2 separate regions of the Zea mays genome follow, and region 2 is linked to region 1. Evidence: chromatin contacts called from public Hi-C data. All regions are on one chromosome and are shown on one strand. The core of a region is the stretch at or near the end of the contact, and the rest is flanking DNA. Distances in the headings are between cores, read along the strand shown.

Region 1 (7,315 bases), core at 1,278-3,777:
TGAGTCAAGAAACCACCCTAATAGACCAAATAATGAACTTGCTCAGAAGCTTCGTTTCAATACTAATTTGGACTGATGCATTACATAAATCTTTTACTCTATGATTTTAAAAAGGTAGAAATAATTTAAAGCGTAGCATGTTCAAGGGCATATTACACCAAATTTTAGTGACTAGAGATGCTCCAGAGTGCATGGAAATTTCTCCAAGTGGAATATAAAACGCTCCTTATTTGCTCATCAGAAACCTCATCATCGTACCAACTCTGTCAACCATTGAACAGCTAGTTTTCTTTTAGAACTTGTCTGAATTAAGAAGCAGACTACGTTGTCCTGGATAAACTCGACAGAAGAACAGGTACATTTCTTTCAATGTACGCAATATAAAGTCAAACGCGATAACTGCAATATAAATGCAATGTACGGGCGCCAAACAATAAACCAATGCCACTACACCCTTGTGCCGTGAAAGATACAGTCAAATGGAAGACCCGTTATTAAACAGGATAATGAAACGTTGGTTGTTGGCAATCATGACGATACATGCTGATACGAGTGAAATGGAAATTCAAACCAAACCACTGCACATTTAGAAGGGGAGGAGGACATCCAACTCACAGCATCACGACTCTGCCATCGGCGCAGCGCACGCCGTTCCAACTGCAGGGGTCGCCGTCGCCCGGGCTCCAGCTCACCATGGCGCCATACAGATCCTCCTCCACCCTTGACTGGAACTTGAGCAGTACCGACCCTGCGCACGCCACGATCGAGGAACGCGCACCAAGTCAGCACGACAGATGCAAGAGCCGAAACCAAACATCAGCGGCGAGACCGCGCCGGCCGGTACCTTCGAAGTTGACCGCCGAGCAGCCGTCCACGGCGAGGTGAAGCGCCAGCACGAGAAGCGCCAGCGCCGATGAAATGGAGCCATCCATCCTGCGCGTCCTTTTTTCCGTTCCGCAGGCGCGCGAGCGACGACCTAGACGACGGCGAGGCGTCGTCACGTGATCCTCTTCGCCAGCCTCTTGAGCCGCCTGGGATGCATGGTCAGGCGCGGGGGGCAGGCATTGCGCCCGCGGTAGCTGCAGGGACGACGCGAGCTCCACCCAGACCCAGGCGCGGCAGCCTCGCGTACGCTTCGCGCCTGCGTGCAACAAGGAAACAAACAGGCAGGAACAGGAACAGGTCAGAGGCGCCAGAAAAAGGGCGACGGGGAGCGGAGGGAACTTGCGATCACCATAAAGCGAACAAAACAGCTCTAGCGCCCCTTTTTTTTGGGTTTTGCCTGACGATCTTGCTCACACAGCACGCGATTCGAATCGAGAAACCGAAAAGAGGAATGGGAGAAGGGGTGCTTACACGGCGGCGGGTGGGGCAGCGGAGAAGAGGGGGGAGAGGAGAGAGAGATGTGGGGAGAGGAGGAGGGAAACAGCGGTCGTCCGCTGTTGGAGGAACGGGTAGGTAATTGGAGAAGAGACCAAGAACGGCAGGCGCGACACGACGAAGCCAAAAAGAAAACAAACAGACAAACAAACACACTTTGAAAGAAGATTTCACGGCGCATCCTCTTGGCTGTAATCGTGTTTGAGGTCGCGCCTTTTTAAAAAATAAAAATAAAAAATAAAAGCGACAGTCGTGAAGAGAATTCTTCCTCCGCCACCTGTAGGACAATTCCACGCCAGGATTCCAGAGACGGGCTTAAAAAACTGGATAATATATGAGGGACAGGGAGGTCGTTGTCATCAAGGGTGGAACGCGACTCTGCAAGTCTGCAGAACGCGCGCGCGCTGACATCGTCATCTCCGGCGACGGATTCGACGGCCCGCATTTTAGAAACCCTTTGGCGCCCGCGCCCATCATCATCCCATATGGCAGGAGAATATGGCCCGCACCGCATTGACATTGTTCCGGGGGTAAAGGAAATAAATTTATTAGAACATGTGTATAGATATTAAAACGGTTCTCTAAACTCAATAGACAATTAAAAACTATATTATACAAGAGAAAAAAGTATCTATAAATATAGTTTATTAATAAACCCTTTAAACACCAATTAAACACCCGAATAGCCTTTGAACACCCTTTAAACACCCGAATAGCCTTGCTTTGCTGTGCTTCAAGGGGAAAAGGAAATAAATTTCTGAACAAGGGACGGGAATAGTTAAACCGGGTCAAGAATCCCAAATCGGTTGCAGCTACCTTTTCGAAACTAAAAATAAAAAATCAAAGAGTTTTGTTAAGGGAAGAGCAACAAGCCAACAACACGGAGCTAAGGTTTCCAGGGCTAGCTGATAGGAAATGCGATCGACAGATGCCGATAGCGTTGCAACTCGCTGAGGCGCTGCAGAGATGGACCCTTACCCGTGGTTCAGCGCCGCGGCCTGGCGGCCGGCGGCTAGGTGATTAGATCGCTTTAGTCGCGCGGAGCTCCTCACAAGCTTGCGATCTGTCGTGGTGTGGGGGCCGGTGGCCGGCGGCCGGCGGCGAGCCGAGGCGAATCACGGGCTCACGGCTGGTTGCCTGGTTGGCTTGGGTTCGAAGAGACGCGCGGTAGGGCCCGCGCGGGGGGCAGGTGAGGTGGGGTTCGAAGAGACGCGCAAACGAGGGGGAATTCTAGTGATTTTTTTATTGCTTTAGCTAATTGATTGACGATGCCTTGGAGCTGTGGGCCAGCCTAGCTGTCCCCCGTATCACTGGCTGTGCCTTGTCTTTTTCTTTCGACAAATAATAATGATTTATTCGCTTTATTTATGTCCGTCGTTCTTCTTTTTTTCCGAAATTTGTTTATTTACTCATTCAGTTTATGTCCGTCGTTCTTCCGTTGAGAAAATGAAATGGAAATCCTCGCCTGCCGCACGTCGTCGTGGTGCCAGACAACCGTCGTGAAGGCCATTCTCCTGAATTCAACGCGCACTTGCAACACAGCAACAGCATCCGTTCCCTACTTTATTTCTTTTGAGAATAACCTCGTCAAATATATGTCAAGATTTAAGTCTCAACACATCACACATGATAGTGGCATGGATACCATATGTCCATATCAATATAAGGTTGCATCAAGAATTCACTTTGAATTCTCTGACCGTCTCCAACAGGTCATGCATATTATCGTACAAATCACTGTTTTGCATTGTTTATATTGTAAAGATTAAAATAGGGGATGATCTGGCCACTGATAAGATACTATAGAAAAATTTGAAAAAAAGCACCACCTCTATATAAAGAATACCTGAACTGCACTCGGTTGTGCACTACTGAACTGGTTGACTAGCTATAGAAAAAAAAAGAAGCCTTCACCGCGTAAGACCTAGTGCATGTTTGGTTTGTGGCTAAATATGTCACACTTTATTTAAAGTTAGTCGTCTGAATTGAAGAACTAACATTAGACAGAAAAGTTAGACAAAATGTGATAACTTAGAACACGAAACCAAACATGCCCCTAATCACGTACAAAGGCGTCGAACGTCCGCCTTCACTCGGTTTTACTTAATTTTGAATATACCACTTCGGCGTAGAGATGATTCAAATTTTGATTTAGTTCCTAAATTTAATGATCTGATGGAGACCAAGCTTTTTCTCTCTCCTGAAATTTGTTTAGCAACTTTCTAATTACATATTTAGGGTCATTTTTTAGTTAGTTATTATAGGTGCTCTAACCAACACTTGCAAATCCCTCTAACCAAAGATTAGTCCCTCTAATTAATCGGGGCCTAAAACATAACGAGCTTCCCCTATCAGATCCATTGCAGAAAGGAGCTAATCATGGATAAAAAAGGTTCGTTGCCGACCTGCTATGGATGTGCTGCTCAAATGCCTCCAAAGATCAATACATTAGTTGAACCGATCTGTTTTGATATCCAATATAGCATTGTCGCTTCTTAAGCTATAGCCAGCAAAGCGTGGCGGACCTAGGATTTTTAACCTAGGGTAGTAGTCAAGACCAAAAATAATACCATGCATAATTTGGTACTATATATATAATTTCTATCAATTCGTTGGATGAGTAGAAAATAACTAAAATGTGTTATAATGTATTTAATTCATCAAGTTAGGCTGCATATTACATATATTTGTATTTTTGGACCTAAACTCTGAGTAGTAGTTTATTTTTGGAGCAAATTATAAGGTAGTCAGGGACCTATCTACAACACCCTTTGGATCTGTTCTTGCGTGTATAAAATATTGTTTTGTATTGTATAATGTACTAAATAGATTTTTTGAAATAGGAGATGACGATGAGTAAGATGCTAGAGATAGCCTTATATATCAGATGGATGTCATATTTTTGCAACATTTGGTGTCATAATTACTTATTATTTGCACGCATTATAACTGGTTACACTTCTACATTAAGAATCTGATATATCTTTAATTTTTCCTTAATCAGATTATAGGCTGGAATATTTGTTTTTTCAGAAAAAAAAGGTCAGGATAAAGATACAAAGACTTCACTGGAAAAGAAATTTCGGTCCCTCATATCAGAGAACAATTTCACTTCTATTTTGTAATCATTTAGTCTTGCACAGTGTTCGATACAAGAATTGTTCGAATCTCAGTTCATCAAAACAAGGGTAAACAGAAGAACAATATTGAGTTGATGGCTTATGACATGGAACATAAAAATAACAGTACAGCCATTACAGATTAAATATTAGTAAGACAGTTCTTGAAGAAAAAAAGTAAGAAAATGCATAAGTGGAATTTAACTCAGTCTGGAGAGTACAGTAGCAAGTCTGCTTATGCTGCGTTCTTTTTTTGGTTCCATACGTTTTACACGTTGGAAGAGAATTTGGAAGAGTTGGGCTCCACTTCGCTTCAAATTCTTCATCTGGCTGGTATTCAAAAAACCGGTGCTGGACAACAGATAGGCTAGCTAAAAGAGGACTATCTCATCCTGAGACTTGTCCTCTTGGTGATCAGGAAGAAAAAACCATCCATCACCTTTTAGTGGGTTGTGTCTTCTCAAGACAGCTCTGGACTCTGGTCACACATTTTCTTGGCACTAAGATTACACCGGATTTGGTACCTACATGGCTGAATCGACACTCCCCAAATGGTGGAGACAAGTAGCTAGACCTGTGCCAAAAGAAAGGCGAAAGGGGCTGAATTCGTTAATCATTTTAACGACTTGGGAGATTTGGAAGCTTAGAAATTCATGTGTTTTTTAACTTGCATTCCTGACATCCTTAGACGGATCATGGAGGAATGCAGGATATGGTGGTGGGCTGGTGCTTCAAATCTGCAAGATTTAATTATTTGGTCGTTGTCAGGACGGGATGATCTTCACCAAATTAGTTTGCCTTTGCCTTATCTTTTGGTCATGTTTTAGAACTGGTTTGTACAGTTAGGGTGCTGTGTGAGTGGGTGTGGGTCTTGTAAGTCTTTCCTTTTTAATGAAATGACACGCACTGTGTTGTTATCCTAGAGGTTCTGAACTTGGATAGTTGGATTTACATCTTTACAAGGGTAACCAAGAAAAGATCAAAAGACGAACGTCTCATGTGCTGATCAATACTTGAGCCACAGAAGTTGACAAGGGATATAGCGGAAATCATGTGCATAGCATGCATACAGATTGTTCCTTGCTACATCCATCTGCAATAATTGGCAACAATACTCTATGAAAAATATGGAAAAGGTGAGTGTTTGCAGCTTATGGCCTCAAGCTTTGAATTATCAATATTCAAACTTCCCTGTATTTGAGTAATCATATTTTTGAGGAACAGAACTTGGCAACGGCTGCATAATAGGACCGACCTTTGTTGTTTTCGGCATCCTGTTATACTGTATTTTCTATCACAATCAAACACTTCTAGTAAGTAGGCACAGTACAATATCAAATGCTGCACCCAGAGGCAATAGGCAACAAACTTTGTTTATAACTGCCAGTCACAGTCACAGATCAATAAATGATGCTCATGGTATTATGACTTGTGAATTTGAAAGTAACCAGTATAAAATTAATCAAACAAAGCAAGCTTTATCGCTTATGCTCCCAAATCAGCCTTTGTATTATACTAAAAAAAGAACTAATTCCTTACGTGAAAATTTTCCATTTCTAACTTTGTACCGATAACCAAACGTTGAATGCAATACACTCCATCAGTCGTGGTAATTATGATTTGGAGTACTAGAATTTACTAACTGTGGTTATTATAATTTCTGTAACACCACCTATTGGCCAGAAGGTGCCTTTTCTACAACTGTGGCTCCAGAGAGGAATGCCGTACAGCTACTAATAATTTTTTGGTACAGGCTAAGACTAATGCTATCAGAGGAACTCCTCAAGCTAATGAGGCTGTTGAGTTCATGAGCTAACTTGGTAACATGCTCCTCCTTCAGCCTATCTGCATTGCGGCTCAGCAGATTGAGCCATGACATGGAGGAGACGTTGCATATCTTGCCCTCATGGAAGCTGCTGACGCAGGAGATCGCCGCCAGTGTATCTCCCTGCATCAGTTTTAGGCAGAATCTTTCCATTATGACAGGGGAGGGCGGGACACGGCTGTGACGGCACAGGTAGTGCCATAGATCATCCAACAGCTGTTCCTGCATAGTGATGAAGAAAGAACTAAGGGTAAGACACATGAATTGTTCCAGAAGTAGCTGGAAATGAACACAATGTTTCTGCTCCTACAAGTGATAGTTGCTAATGCAAGTACCTTCCCATGCCTAAAAGCGTCAAGTACCATCCGAAGGTGTCTTCGCTCATCGAAATGGTACCCATTCAATAACATCTCACGAAACGCATACTCGAAGTCATTCCACCTTTTTGCTGCAGCACAGGCCTCCATGAAAGTATTGAAAGTAAACTTGTCAGCGGTTGCCACTTGATTAGAATCCGCTTTACTCCTTATCCTGCAATTCAGAATATCATGGAGCAGGTCTTTCGCGTCTTCAAGCATTCCATGTTTAATATATGACTTCATCATGATGTTGCAAGTAACAGAATTAGGTGAACAGTAGTTGCACATGTGGTTGAATATGTATTTAGCATCTTCCATGCCACCATTGTCTATGCAAGTCTGAATGAGTCCTGTGTAGGTAACAACCAGCGGTTTGTTGGCAACCTTGCATATCTTTTCAACCTGCAATGTAGATGTCATCAGACAGACGTTAGTGGGACAAAACAAGCAATCTGAAGGCATGAAACAACAACAGACAGATGACTCTTGATTTGCAAGTTTTCTCAAATCAAAAGCTCTGCAATGAAAACAGAGGGTTAGAATAGGTTCAGAACCTAATTCCAGCCTTACCTTACACATATCTAAAATAATAGCTCAGAACACCACTACAGTACAAGTATGGTTTCTGCAAT
Region 2 (7,315 bases), core at 1,627-4,126, 36 kb before region 1:
GAATTCAATTCCTCTAAAATAAAGGGATCCAAACGCCCTGTAAGGTACAAAATATAATAGGATATATACACATGTATATACTAATTTGCGTATATCAATAAATTATTAAAAAAAATACTTACACCATATAATTGTAAATTAATTAATTCCAACAGAGATCAAAATAATTAGCCTGTACGATGATCGACCAAATTAAAAGCTTCGATTATATTATGAGTCATAGTTGTCAATTCTATATCAATATAGATCGATGATCAAGTAACTTTACATAAAAACTTTACATAAAATCATCTACCATTTTATTTCGTAGATGTGCTTTGATAAGTTTTGTAGCTAAAAGGCTCTCTCAATGGTTGCAGTTGAGATTAGAAGGGTGATCATTAATCTTAATAATCCGTAAACCATTTGATACATGGAACTTTTACACAATTTAAGATGGTTTTTTACTAAATTGGTAAGTGATCGTAATGTATTTGGCTCTAGATGGTTGTATAATCAAGGTGAAACATCAAATTTGTCACGTGCACAACAACTATTTGGTGACAACATTGGACTGAAATTCGTCGATTTTATTATTAGAAACGAATTTGATGCTTCAAATTTTGCAACAAAATTTTAGTTGGATAGAGAAATTTATTTTAACCAAAGAAACTTTTATGTTTCATAGTATGTGTACGGGAGAGTTAAGGGGGGCCAAGGTCCCTGACCCTTGTCTCTATCTTCTTAATATTTATCTAAAACGCAGTCCTCCTGCGTTTTTCGAGAAAAAAGGCCCCTGCCCCCTTGCTCCGCCCCTGTATTGAGGCGCTATTCTGAACCTCTAAACTACTAATAGTTAGCTGCTAAAATTAGCTGAGTGATTTAGAACATGTCAGCTAATTGTTAGTTATGCCTCTCAAATAGCATAGCTATTAGTTGTTAGCTGCTCCAACCCACCCAAAACCAGCTAATGACTTATTAGTTGACTAACAATTAGGTGTTGTTTGGTTCATATATTTGTAACGTAATGGGTAGCCGATAACTTTACATCATGTTTTTTTAAGTCCAACCATAATCAGATATCACACTAGGGACTAATATCGACATATTCAAAGTTTCAAACTTGTTACCACTGGTACTCGGGTGTGAACCATTTCCATTTACGTTACATTTCGTGAACCAAACAACACCTTAGCTCTAGAGGCTTGGAACAGGTCTTAGTTCGCCCAACTGTACATGCAACTTGAATAAGGACTGCGATTGTTGAGATCTGAGCCTTCAAGCAGCACCCATCCCACAAACGATGGGAAGAGAAAGTGTCGCGCATGTAGAAAGATCCGCATCTTCAGTGGAAACCACGGCCCCCTCCCAATTAATGGATTGTGATTGTGATTGTGTAGGCAGGTCCTTCTTGATTAATTGTCCCTTTACAGACCAGTGTATTTTTCATGCATTGTAGCTTTCCTCTTGTAGCTACTGAATTTTATCTAGTCTAACTACAGCCCATGATTCCAGTTTATAGTGTGAACAAAAGGTATTATCTCTTGTTTTGGTTATTTACGGATCATAGCTAGTTTGAGTTAGTGCTTATTACTCCTCTATTCCAAATTGTAAGCCGTTTTGGGTTTTCTAGGTGCATAGCAAAGGCGCATAGATATACATTATTGTCTATACACGCAGTAAAAAGTAAAAAGTATATGTATATAAAAAGGTCAGAACGGCATACCAATTTTGGAATGAAAAGGGAGTACTAACCTAAAATTGCTTAGCTGCTTTAGTTCGAGAAGCTCAATGGAAAATTGCAAACTACTTAAAATCTAAAAGGATTAGATTTGAAGGTAAATTCCACTAACCGAAGCCAGTAGTTTTGTTGCTTCCTATATCTCTGAAATCTTTCTACTGTTCTGTGAAAAGCTGAAGCACTCATGCTGTCTCTATTCCGTGCGTGTCTTCTATGTTCATAGCAACCAGCATGTGCCAGGCTTCATCACACAGGCTGAGCAGCTCAAAGCCAAGGGTGTAGACGAGATCCTGCTTATCAGCGGTACGTTTCCAGCATATGTTTGCCTGTCTGTCTTTTTTTTTTTTGCTTATTTCTTCATCGTCAAATGTTTAAAGCTTAAAACAAAAGCAAAATCCTGACCTACTATCCTGTTTTACACGGACTGAATACCATCAGTTTGCCATGTTGCGCGTGTATGGCCTCCTCGACCAAAAGCAGCTAGTAGGCCAGCCAGAGCCAGATCATGACAGAACTTGTTTCCGCTGTGACATGCAGTTAACGACCCCTTCGTCATGAAGGCGTGGGCGAAGACCTACCCCGAGAACAAGCACGTGAAGTTCCTCGCCGACGGATCTGGAGCGTACACCAAGGCGCTCGACCTCGAGCTCGATCTCACGGACAAAGGGCTGGGCGTGCGCTCGAAGAGGTTCGCTCTCCTGGCCGACGACCTCACGGTCACCGTCGCAAACATCGAGGAAGGCGGGCAGTTCACGATCTCCGGCGCTGAGGAGATCCTGAAGGCGCTTTAGAAGCTCCGTCTCCTCTAGAAGCCGCAGCAACGATCGGTCTATAGTTTGAACTCGCCTTTGAATAACTTGTCGTTGGGCAAGGTCTAGTTCGGTGTTGTGTATGGAACGGTCGTCACTGAGTCATGCACGATTTGGTATCCGTGTTGTTTATGTTCACCGGTTTGAGGAACTCTCTGATCCGCCGTGACACAAAGTTGATCCTGAGAGAACGACCGAGTATTTTTTTTTCCTGCAATTTGCTGCCGTCGTGCAGAGTGCAGCTTTGCGCGCTCCTTTAGATGCTAAAACATGAGCGGCCATGGTGGGATGCGTGGCAACGACGGGTTATGTGCTCGCCGGCCGTGCAGCGGTTTCTGGTAGCAGCCGTGCTCAGATGCATGCGATCAGTAATAAATTTGGACAGCAACGCGTGTTAGCTTCCCTCGGCCAAGGCCAACATCCCGTGGTCCTATTTTTTGTGTGCAAGCATAAACTATTTACTGGGCCCGTTTCAGAAATGCAGCGTGCATGTCAAAACTGCAGTGGCATGGTGAAATCGACCGGAAATATTAGTGACGTGACGTCGGGGTATTTCATTGCTGACCTTGATGTTTACAATGGTCGGCGAGACAAACATCAAGGTCATGACATGCCAGAAACGACCAAGTATTTGGACATTGATTAATTCGACGATGTGGTCGTCGAGACGGCGACCTAGAGGAGCCAGTCGATCTCCTTGCTCCATGGCGCTCTCAGACACGTGTGGTAAACTTGACCAAAGCAACCAGCACAAATAAAGAAAAACCTTCCTCTACGCTCTTGTTTCTGTCGGTGTTTTGACTCGAGCGTCTTAACCAACTAGTAAATTTGTGTTGCGTATCCTTGTCCTGTATGATTGATACAAGAAGACACACAGGATTTATTCTAGTTCGAGCAAGAGAAGAACCTACATCCAGCGAGGATGGAGACTTATATTATCTTGTACCTAAGTGCTCATAGTGGGGATACAAGCAAGTCGAGAGAGGGGGTGAGTTACAAGTCTCTGAGTATGATTGTAGCGAGTGCCAATATCAGGAGTGAGGTGAGTCGTGAGCCGTGAAGTCTTCCCATGAAGGCTCCGGGCTCCTCCTTTTATAGTCGTAAGGGGGACTAGGAGTACAAGGGTTGTTATGTTATTGTTGTGGTTAGAGAAGATGTGTTCGAGCCCTGTAGCGGCATGGCCGGTAGGATGGCCCTCGTCCTTGTGTTGTCTTTTGGTCAGGAGAAGGACGTCTGATCCCTATAGCATGTTCCTTTGATTGGGTAGACAGCTGAGGCTGGGTTCAGGAGCATGGACAGACGTCTGAGCCCTAGCCGGTACAGGGTGTGGATGAGATGTTTTCCAAGTTTCTCGAGTCGGAGTGGTTGAAATAGTGCTTGGCATGGTCTTCTGCGAGGTTCGCGAGAGAGTAGGTGGCATTTAATGTGCGTGCTCCCTTACTGGGGCAGTTAGCCGAGGCCGGGCTCGGGCGAGGCAAAGATTTCTCCCGAAGCCAAGGTCGGGATTAGACATTACATGTAGCCACGCTCTGGGTGGTTGAAACAGTGATCGGAGTGGGGGAACAGTGCCCCGTATTCGCGCCCTTACCATCGTCGTGAGCGGTAAGGTAGATTAGACCGTAACCGTATCGTCCTTTGTTGACTTTGGCACCTTCAATGGGGCAGGTGAACGTACGGACACACGTTCTGGGATCGGAGTGGTTGGCCGAGGTGGGCATGCTCCGGGGCACCGCCCGAGACACCTTCGGGCGAGTTGGGAATGCGTTTTCCGCCCGAGGTTGGCCTCGTGCGAGTTGCGACTTAGGTTCTACGCGCCTTGGTAAGGTTGGGAGCGTGTTTTCTTATGACCTTTTCTTACTCAAGCGTCTAGGCATTTTAGAGTTATGATTTGGGTACCCCTAATTCGGTATCTGGTAGTTTCGTTAGGCCTTGTTTGGGTACTCTATTATTCACCTCAATCCACATGTGTTGAGGTGGATTGGGGTGTTAATTTACACCCCAATCCACCTCAACACATATGGATTGAGGTGAATACTAGAATATCCAAATATAGCCTTATGTGTTTTGTTTATATCGCAGTTAAGAGATCTTTGAACTATACTAGGTAGCAAAAGGTTCTCATCACCAGGGCGAAGACAGGATTTAAGTATAAAAGGGTCAAATTAAATTAAGAGGGCTGCTGAGAGATATTTTATGATTAGCTCAAAAAATTAGTGACTCTTATAAAATTATTTACACATGACTCGCTGACTCGAAATCTACACACAAATTAAGCATACGTTGAAACTTAAAATACACAGTTTATAAATCACATGCAGATTAAAAAAACATGATAGGAGGCTAACAGCCGCCTCTATAATGGATCCATCATATCAATGGAGGCGGCTATTGTAGCAGTGACCGCCTAAATTAATCAATTAACAGACGCAGACAACTTTAATATAGATTCTCGTGTAATAATTTAGTGCATACGTGTAATAATTTAGTGCATCTCCTCTCTATAATGGCAAAAATATAGATTCACGTGTAATAATGACTACCGGAGACTTAATATTCGTAGAGTGATAAATAGTTAAATATCTCGTTGGTTCTTGCCAATAGCAATGCAATTTAGCGGTTTTGGGTGAATCCCCTGTACCTCGTGGCGTATTCAGAAATATATTAAAGCGGATTAATTTTCTAGTGACCAATGACGAAAGCAACACAAGTTGATAGAAGGATTTATTTTTCTCTGTTCATCCTCCTTGTTCTCCTCTACCGTCCACCTCTTTTTTCAATGGAGTGGAAGCTCATTTTTCTCTCTCCTTCCTCATTTCTCCTATATACTCTACCTCTATATCCAATGAAACAGGGGCGGACTCAAGGGATGGACAATGGGGGCCATGGCCCCACCTCAATTTTGATAAACTCTTACACCTAGACTTAGATATACAACAAAATAAACAAACTTCTATATAGTAGGTCAGATTAAATTTAATGAAAACTAGTCTTTGATCTAACTTTTACTCGGTGCTTCAATGCTCAACCCACTCCCTACCCAAACCGTTCGATTCCCTCCCCTATCGCTAGCACACTCGTGGTCATCAAATGATCGGTTCGATGACCTAACCCTCCCGCTGCCAGTGCCACATTACCTCTTCGTCACTCGAGTTGTTGTCTCGTAGGGATCCTACACGTAGCGCCACTACTTTGTCTCCTAGTCCGTACCGGCGGATGGGCAGGCTATCGATGGCATCCTGCCTTGGCACCACAACGCTATATGCCCTCGCTATCTTACTGGGTTCCACCGAGCCGTCGGGTGCCGCTTGCCGGCACCGCCGCATTGCCACCTGCCCTCCCTAGTCCCTACCCCCTGTTGTCGCCTCACCGTCGCCATCTCGCGATGGACTCGTGACTCACCATACCGACGTGCCGATGTGCCGCTCCGTCTCGCCTCCGCCAGCCCACCCCTTTCTCCTCTCCTGCTATCCTTTAGGGTGGCCAAATTGAATTTTCGGTATTCATGTCATTTTGGAACACTCCTCGTATTATCACTTAACCTCTATATTATTATCATGACACTATTTTTATCTGATGGTCTAGTCTAGTGATTTGTTTCTCACGGTGTTGCCCCACCTAGAATTTTGTCCTGCGTCTGTCACTGCAATGAAGTTTCATGGACGTAGGGGGTGGAGCCCCCCTTCATATCTTCATATCTAACCTTGCATGTACCTTGCAGTTGCTTTGGGCATATGGTGTGCCTTAACATTGAAGTTATCTTGTTGTAGCGGTTGTTAATGAGTTATTATCTTGATCGAAGTGCTTCACGTACTATCCACTCGTACGACTAGAGTACGACCAACCTTAATATATAGTTGTTGTATCTTATTCTAAACTAACGAATCATGAACTATTTGATGACCTCCGGTCTTATACTCTTATCTAAGTCTACCCTTAATATATAGTTGTTGTATCTTATTCTAAACTAACGAATCATGAACTATTTGATGACCTCCGGTCTTATCTGAGTCTACCACTAGAGGGAGTAGAGGCGAGCGCTCTCTCTTGATTGTGTTTATAGCCGGCTTCTCTTTTGTCGTAGCTAAAATCCATGGTGAGTTGTGTAGTCTAGTTGTTAGTTGGGGATTATGTTGTGTGATTGGTTTTCACTTGAAAAAATGGACCAACTCTTGTTTTTATATTTCTTAGCTCTAATAAAAAAACTGACAAAGCTTTTGCCATCCCTTCATAGGAAAAAAACATAACAAACCAAACAAGACCTTGATCCTTTATTGGAATAATGTAACTGAAAGGGAAATGTACCCTTGGGCCATTTCTAAGTATTTTGGTGATTAAGTGTCCAACACAATGGTTATGTGTTAAACTATGCCAAATGGTGGACAAAGTGCAAATCAATACAAAGGTATGATTCTAGACTTAGTACATTGGTTTTTGTGTACTAACATATTTGTCTAAGTGCTACAATCAGAGAAAAGATAAATTGAAAAGACTTGGCTCGAGCAGCCAAGGCTCTGCTCAGTCTGGGTGCACCGGAGTGTCCGGTGGTGCACCGGACAGTGTCCGGTGCGCCAGGCTGGCTCTGGTGAAAAGGCCGCTCTCAGGATTTCGTCGGCGGCGTACGACTAAAAATCACCGGACTGTCCGGTGAGCCAACGGTCGGCCGAGCCAACGGTCGGCCGCGCAATCCGCGCGTGACGCGTGGCCGGGCCAACGGTCTGAAGGGGGCACCGGACAGTGTCTGGTGCGCCAACGGCTCCAAATCACCAACGGTCGGCTGCGCCAAAAC

What was found. Hi-C and Micro-C count contacts between places; a contact is called where the count stands out from the background.
Region 2: a contact with region 1 is called in a Hi-C map of leaf, with 1.9 times the contacts expected there. The contact joins the enhancer-like site here to the promoter of LOC100191464 in region 1. A contact is called at or near these places in 9 of 25 Hi-C or Micro-C datasets (bundle sheath, ear, endosperm and 3 more).

The regions. Positions count from the first base shown.
Region 1 is chr8:154,260,201-154,267,515 of Zm-B73-REFERENCE-NAM-5.0, reverse strand. LOC100191464 (putative leucine-rich repeat transmembrane protein kinase family protein) reads right to left here and starts at 2,527. Exons shown (of 13, transcript NM_001136897.1): 1 at 2,359-2,527; 2 at 845-1,141; 3 at 616-748. The coding sequence starts at 932. It overlaps LOC103636169 (pentatricopeptide repeat-containing protein At1g30610, chloroplastic), which reads right to left. Exons shown (of 10, transcript XM_008658523.3): 9 at 6,660-7,085; 10 at 5,900-6,546. The coding sequence ends at 6,172.
Region 2 is chr8:154,296,497-154,303,811 of Zm-B73-REFERENCE-NAM-5.0, reverse strand. LOC100283392 reads left to right here. Exons shown (of 3, transcript NM_001245900.1): 2 at 1,944-2,023; 3 at 2,258-2,678. The coding sequence ends at 2,511. Among protein-coding and RNA genes, the nearest start is that of LOC100283392, 5.0 kb to the left of the region's middle. Within about 2 kb of position 2,876, at least 6 of the 20 cell types and tissues checked have an H3K27ac peak or open chromatin away from gene starts, as enhancers often do. A contact at or near this core is called in ear, leaf and leaf mesophyll, where this site is marked.